Linked DNA regions of Triticum aestivum: region 1 is linked to region 2. Evidence: chromatin contacts called from public Hi-C data. All regions are on one chromosome and are shown on one strand. The core of a region is the stretch at or near the end of the contact, and the rest is flanking DNA. Distances in the headings are between cores, read along the strand shown.

The links. A called contact is a pair of places that touch in the nucleus more often than the background predicts.
Region 1: a contact with region 2 is called in a Hi-C map of leaf, with 7 times the contacts expected there. The contact joins the promoter of LOC123151469 here to the promoter of LOC123152488 in region 2. A contact is called at or near these places in 2 of 5 Hi-C or Micro-C datasets (both in leaf).

The regions. Positions count from the first base shown.
Region 1 is chr7A:289,880,490-289,884,057 of IWGSC CS RefSeq v2.1, reverse strand. It overlaps LOC123151469 (F-box protein At5g49610), which reads right to left and starts at 1,723. Exons shown (of 2, transcript XM_044571172.1): 1 at 209-1,723; 2 at 1-113. The coding sequence starts at 1,275.
Region 2 is chr7A:289,629,463-289,633,572 of IWGSC CS RefSeq v2.1, reverse strand. LOC123152488 (thaumatin-like protein 1) reads right to left here and starts at 2,423. Exons shown (of 3, transcript XM_044572017.1): 1 at 1,993-2,423; 2 at 1,159-1,834; 3 at 231-817. The coding sequence starts at 2,059. The coding sequence ends at 604.

The DNA.
Region 1 (3,568 bases), core at 474-2,973, 250 kb before region 2:
TTTTGTTTTCATCGATGTCCCAAGGGACCAAATCGGACTCATACTTGAAAACTTCTTGTATGCATTTGTGATGCACGGGGACTTCTGCTATCTCGCCCCTCCAAAAATCGTACCTGCAAAACATATGCAAAATTAGTAACACTTCGCTTGCGAATAATGAAGATTGTAACGAAGATTTGAAGGAGAATTAAGCGAGCGATTTCATCACCAGATCACTCTGTATACACTGTTGAAGAATGCGACCTCGGATGAGCAGAGATCCCTGAGTATAAGGGCTCTCCCTTCCTGCATCCCGAGATTCTTCAAGTTCACTGCCATCTTCTTCTCCCATCTCTCCTGCTGCCTGCCGTAGTCGGCGATCACCCACACCTCCGCCTCCTCATCCACGGTCACTACCAGGCACAGCTTCCCCTCCACCGTCACCAGCTTCTTCTTGCCCGCCCACCTGTTCGTTCTGTCTTCCACCTCCGGCGGGAGAACAATGAGCCTCCACGCCTCGCTCTTCATGTCGAACGCGAAGATGTCCTCGGCGGCGCTGACCCTGTCCGGCCACCGTAGCCAATGCATGGCGCCGTGGGCCCTCACCGCCGGGCCGGCGGCCACGAGCGACTCCGGCCACACCATCACGTCGGCCGAGCGCCGCCACGCGCGCCTTCGCGAGTCGAAGATCTCGCAACGCAGGTGGTCACGCAGCGTCGGGACCGAGAGCCGGAGGATCTTGAAGTCCGCCGCGGCGCCGGCGCCGGCGGGGCGCGCCACCATCGCGGTGACCGCCGTGGGGAAGCGCAGCCTCGGGTTGGGCAGCGCCCTCCACTGCCTCGTGGCGGGCTTGCACGCGTAGTAGCATCGCGCCGACGACGTCTTGCCGCCCATGCGCGCGGCGGCGTCGGCGTCGGCGTCGACGCAGCACGCGAGGCCGCGGTGCGCGGAGACAGCCTCAACGCGGACGTGCGCGGAGGGCAGGAAGTCGAGGGAGACGGACGGATCAGCGTCGGCCTGGGAGGGGTGCATGGAGACGAAGGTGGCGGAGTAGCGGTTGCGCGCCATGCCCTGCACGAAGTATCCCGAGACGACGGCGTCGGCGCGGCGGCGGCAGTGAAGCGCCGAGAAGGCCGGCTCGTACGTGAGCCGGCGCCACTGGGCAGACACCTGGCGGCATGCGGAGAGGTCGTCGAGGGAGACGCGGGTGAGCATCTCGAACATCTGGTCCTCAGGCAGGCCGCCGCTATGTTCGTCATCGCCAGCACCATTGCCTTGCTCCGGTTCGCTTGACATGGTCGTCCGATCGGCCCGTCCCCGTGACCCGGGAGCTCGCTGGGCAATACGAATCTGAGTTCAGGCCAGAAGAGACCGGCTACATTGGCTGCGTCAATTAAACAACGGCGAAATAACTGCGAGGATTAGGGCGGGAGGAGGAGGTAAGCTTGAGAACCAAGAAATTTGTGTACAAGACCACTTGAGAACCAAGAAACCCTCCCAACGATCTCCCTCGAAAATAGAAGAAACCCTACGATCAGAAGGCTGCGGCCGAGGGCAAGACTGTTGGGCCGTTGGATGAGGATCAAGGCTGCTGCCCAGTCAACCGGGCCTAGTCTATCTATCTATCCCCAAGACAAAAGAATGCAAGTATGAAAGGAGCAGCCAGCCACACGGCTACTGCGGTAGACCTTGGCGCAGGCCTAAGAAAAGAGGCTGTCCATCGAATTCAAGGCAACGTGACCAACGGAACTGTTGAATAAAACTTGCGCTGTCTAGTATAGGACTTTAGGTGTCCTGGCAGAACTTTGTACACTGCCATGGCAGCTGTTTTACGTTGAATTATCCTACCACGGCAAGATTTGTACACTGGCTGCTCATGCGCCAAGCTAGCTGATTAGAGCATCTATAACCGGACCTAGCAAAAGTGGTTATTGGTGGACGGGCGAAGCGCCGGCGCCTCCTCGCCGTCCTCCCATCTGCGAAGACCTTTGAGCTCCAATGTCCGCCTCACAGGGGCGAAACCAGCGTAGAGTTGTTAGCTTTCAATTGAACCCAATGATGATACTTGTGTACTGTTTTTCTTTGGTATGTACCCAATGAAAAAACGGAATGTGGTGGCTATCTCGAGTGTACTACATCTGAGTTTGTCAAAAATAAATAAATTAAATGTGATCAAACAAAATCCAAAAAACCTGAAATTTTGAGACATCAAACCTTATCAACTTATCAAATGTTAGAGCTTCTTGCAAAATTTCAGCCAAAAATAACATTAGACAAGCTCTCACTAAAAAGACGAAATCACTGCTCAAAAATTGAACGAAACTTTGAACATTGATTTTGTTTTTTTAGTGAGAGATGCTCAGATGTTATTTTTGGGCTCAAATTTTCCAAGATGCTCCAACATTTGATAAAGTTTGATGTCTCAAATTTTTAGATTTTTTGGAATTTGTTTGATCATGTTTTGTCATATATTTTCTGCAAACTCGGTCGTAGTACACCCAAGAATAGAAAATCCACTCTCATAAAAAAGCATGGCCGAACCCACTAAGCTAGAATACAAAGTGAGGAGGCAATTAAAAGCCCACAAGCAGTAAATCGCCCCGTACATTGCCTCTTCGGCATCCGTTATTTCGTATGATCGCTATGATATACACGGCGGCGGCAAACCTCTCTTCGTTCTTGTTCGGCTTTAGAAAACTCGCAATCTCTCCCCTGTTCGCCGTTCAACCAAGATGCGTCGTTAGACACCTACTGTCGAGAGACAATCATAATTTGAATTCATGGTTTGAATCACATCTTCATGTCCCCTCTCTCATGTGCATGTTCTTTTTAGTCCTAACTTTCTAACTAATTATCCTCTTACTTTGATTGATCTAAGATATGGGACCATATTTCTCGAAGAGAACTTGATCGCCAAGTCCAAATAATGATGTCGATACTTTAAGGATAACCATTAGACGTAGGCAAGGTGTACCAAATGTCAATAATGCAAGAAATCTCCCGAAGCCTTCTATCCAAAGAGAAATTTATTTAGGGGAGTTCTTATGATATGGTTGATCGTGAGAGAATTTCATCCGGATATATCATGCACTCTTTACTTTTAGTGTAACATAATACTCTCTTCATTTCTTTTTAGTCTACATATAAGATTTGATCAAAGTCAAACTTCATAAAGTTTTTTTTGCGAGGATAGCATTTTATTATTATTTTTTTAGAGAAAAGGCCAAAGCCCGACTTTATAAATAAAGCCACATGGCAGCGTCACGAATACCCAAGGTTCACACAGTCTCAGAAACACAAAGAGAAGTTAAATAGGCCCAAATTCCTAACGAAACAGGCAGCTGCCAAACACGGCACGCAGGCCGGGGAGAGAAGGAGACCTAATCCCGCAAACTACAGCACCAGGCTTATACGCCATGATTCGTCCCGGAGATCTGAGAGGCTGAAGCCCGAATTTTGGCGATGAGCAGGTCCAGGGCGTCCCGATCTGGCTCCTTAGTCAATAATCTCCACTGCTGCAAGAATATACATGATTTGAAAAGAACGTCAGCAGGCTTAGATGGGAAGGTAAGTTCAATAGTAAATTTGT
Region 2 (4,110 bases), core at 1,174-3,673:
TAGTAACAGCCAGCAGTCAACATCTTCGCCTGACTGCCTCCTCTTTTCGCTTTCTTTCTCTTTCAGCACCGAACATCATATCTTCAGACTTCAGTGACAACAGAAAATTGATTTACAGCTCAAACAGGATCTGCACATAATGTTGCTTCTTTTTTTTATGTTTTCCTATGCGAACATAATTGCTACTCACAGGTCAACTTCATGCTTCACTTGTAAGAAGGCATTTCAGATTTTTACAAAAAAAAGGAGCTCAGAAGGCAGAGCAATAGTATATTCAGATCTTACAGTCTTCCCACTTCAAAGCTTGCGATCTCCTAGTGACGATGCACTGATCAGGATCCCCACAAAAAAATTGCGCAGAAAGATGAATATAACCAGAAGAACAATGTTTTCAAAAAGGCAATAAAGCAATATGAAATGCCACTACTAGAACAACTACAATTGCCAACATGAGGACGCGTCATGTTCTTTATCAACAAGCAAAAAGGCCTAAAGAACATGATATCCACGTCTCTTCCTCTAGTGCTCTGATCCTCTTTTTTTATCCTAAAAAAACCCTCTGCAGATCACTCCTAGGGATGAAGAATCGCCTGCCTTGCCCGGTCATAACAAGCTGAAACGGGGATGACCCCCCTGTGCCGCGGCAAGCACGACGGCCACAGCAATTGCCAGGGCGGCTTGGAAACCTCCGGACGCCGACCATGATGCCATGGTGCTTCCACCGGCGCCGCTGGTTTTCTTCAAAGATGCCAGCCACACGTCGTCCTCAAGCTGCTCATGGCTCGGCCTCCGCAATGCGTGCTTGTTCGGTTTGCCACTGCGAAGCGTCAAAGGTGATTGATCTAATTAGAGACTCAAAGGTCATTGCAACTTTCTCGCCAAGACCCCACATGCAAGGTGGGGATGGGGATGGAACAAAGGCGAAAGAAAGAACAACTCAATCAATCAAAGCTTCTTTTCCTTGCTCAAAGCCTAACTTTGTCACTTTCTCTTCTTTCCCCATTCCCCATTCCGAATCAAAATCTCATTATATTTTCTAGCCCAGAGAAAATATCATTGTTGAGTTGAATCAGATTCAGTCATTCAGATCTGCAACACTGTGATTTCAACTAGATCGTACTGTCATAGCATCGGAAACTATTCAGAGGAAGGTAGTACCTGTAAGGATTGGACTGCGGGCAGAAGGTAATGGTGTAATCGGTGTGGTTGCAGGTGAAGGTGGAGGTGGCGTCGTCGTAGGCGTAGCTGTAGGACTTGGGGCACGCCGACTTGAAGAGCTGCGAGTACTGGGAGGGGTGGCACGTGTCAGGGTTCCCGTAGGCGCCGTTGCAGCAGAACTCGGGCTTGCCGAAGGCCTCGCAGGCGCTGCGGCAGGCGAGGCCGCCGCCGGAGCGGAGCTCGGAGGGGCAGCGCTCGTTGAGGTCGACGAGGCACCCGGTGTCGGGGCACCCAGGCACGGACGGCTGCACGAGCATGGGCAAGTTGTAGCCGTCGACGAGGCTGACGTCATAGAAGTCCTTCCCGCCGTCGCCGTCGAGGGTGAACTCCGCGAGCGTGGCGGGCGGGGTGGCCCCGGCGCCGCGGCACTCTATCTCGCCGGAGCCGCAGTCCCCCGTGACGCAGGTGCCCTTGCCGCCGTTGAAATTACAGCCAGAGCGCGCCCAGAAGCGGCCCGACCACCCGGTCGGCCCGTAGATTGAGCGCGACTGGCCCGGCGAGAGCGCGAAGCCGGTGGTCTCCAGCGGCGGCGAGGTGGAGCCCGAGAGCAACCCGGGCCACACCGTGTCCGTGCACCGGTTGGCGAAGGTGAACGTGATGGCGCTCACTACCGGTCCTGTGCGCCGCAGAAAAAAATACACAAATCCGAACACTCAGCTCACCAAATCGAAAACCAAGCTCGCAGCTCTACCGCGTGCCTCCAAATCAGGACCAATCCAACGAGAATACCACTTCCACAAGCACTAGTGGATGAACTGTCGGGTGGATCGATACCTTGGAAGAAGGTGATAAGGAGGACAATCGATGCCGGAGAGCCGAGGAGCAGCGACGGCTGAGCCATGGAAGGCCTTCCAAGACTAGCTCTCGAATTGAGGGCGAAACCAGTGAAGCCGCGCTGCGCTGTTGCTTTCCTGTGGAGGAGGAGGAGCTTGGTGACTGGCGAGCTTGCCGAACTGGAATATGGTGGGAAGGCTACGCGGAGGAAAAGGCGGCCGTGTGGTGTGGTGGGGCGGTTGTAGAGGGGGGAGAGGAGAGTGGAGGGCGAAGTGGGCACGAGCACCACCGACCGCGGTCTACACTCGCTCAGCTGATTTTTACTCTGCCGAAGCGGGGGCGGCACGAGCACGACCGCAGCCGGCCGGCGAGATCAACAACGGCCGAGCCAGGCCGGACTCGAATGATTTCCACCTGTCACGGGGGTCAAAGGCTGCGATGCCGATGCGAGCCTCAGAAATTCGGTGTTGTCTCCTATACGTAGTATTTCCTTTGTAAGAGCATCCACGGCCGGACTTCTTAAAACCGTCTCATACGTCTGGGCGAGCTGTCCGGTCAATGTTCGGTCATGTTTTTTTCGATCTAGACGAACGCCTCAGACGAACCTCAAACACCCAAACTGACCGGCATCCCCCATATTCAGTTCAAATATGGGGCGAATATGAGGTGGCCCTGGCATGTCGGGAGCGTTCGCCTGACAAGCCCAGCCTACCACTGGCCTCACGGATGTCCCATAAAAAAACCCATCGGCCTCGTCGGTCTGAAACCGTAGCTCACTCACTCTCCTCTCTCGCTCCGTCCTCTCCTATTCCCTTTGTGATTCCAACCGAATCCGGCGCAATGTCGAGCTTCGGCAGCCGCTCCCATGACGAGGTGGATTTGGAGTATGAGCTTGGCCTCCGCATCGCCTTGGAGCGGTCCAAGGTGGACACGGGAGCAGCTCCGAATCTGCAGCCTCGCCGTAGCCGCAGCTTCCCCGTCGGCGCATCTCGGATGTCGTTGCTGGCCCCTCCCGGCCCATGGGCAGCTCCGACAAACGGTCAGCGCAATCGGCACCTCCCCTATGTCGTCCCCTCGCCCCGCCGGCTGCTGCTTCCCCACGCCGCCCCCTCGCCCTGCCGGCTGCTGCTTCCCCACGCCGTCCCCTCGCCCCGCCGGCAGCTGCTCCCCCTCGTGGGCAGCGGTAGGTGCTTGTGCCCGCCCCGCCGGCCCGAACGCGCACGCTGGAGTCGGAGGTGCGCGTCGCCCACCGCGAGAGGCATCGGGCAAGGGAGAGGGAGGCTGTGGATAACCCTGTCCTCCGCCGGCGTGGGTTACCGGCGGAGCTCGACGAGGACCAACGACTCCTCGCGTGGGTCTACTGCCGGTTGCTTACGACGGGGGAGACGGACGCTAGGCGGCTCCGCCGAAAGAACGCCAAGGCTCTTCGACTTGCCATTGAGCAGTCCGAGCAAGAGGCATTGGAGAAGGCAAAGGAGGCGGCTCGGCTGGCCAACCTCAGGCGCCAGCAAGACCGGGTCGTCCAACACATCAAGGGCCTTGTCATCGTCGATTGCTCGTCTGATGACGACCATGGCTCCTCCTCCGACGAATCGGACGATTCTCCACCAGCCGCCGACGGGTACAACTACGTCGGCGACCATAAGGGGAATGGGCCGGCTCGGAAGTGGTGAAGTTGATTTTAATTTCAAGTTTTAGATGTAGTATAACATTCTTCTTCGTTTATTTGAACTTTGGTGGATCTTTTGGTGAACTATTGTGCTATTTCTATGTCCGGAGCTGATGTACGTACTTTCATCGACGTTGCATGATATAGTATGGATATAGGGGTTGAGATATGAGAGACACGGATGTGGATGACGCGATTTGAGGAGTGCTCGGTCACTATCCGCGGATGCGTCCGCGGGCGTTCGAGGGCCCGGATTTGCCAAGTCCGGTTGTAGATGCTCTAAGGGCATATACAATGGTGGCATATGGATACAGATGTCTCATGAAAAAAAGTAACTTGAGGCATCTATATTGATTTTTTTCTCTTCAACACAAGCTACTGCTAGTGGACCTCATCATAGAATAGAAAGTAGACCCTTACTACACATGCATCCATACTCTTCATTTTAA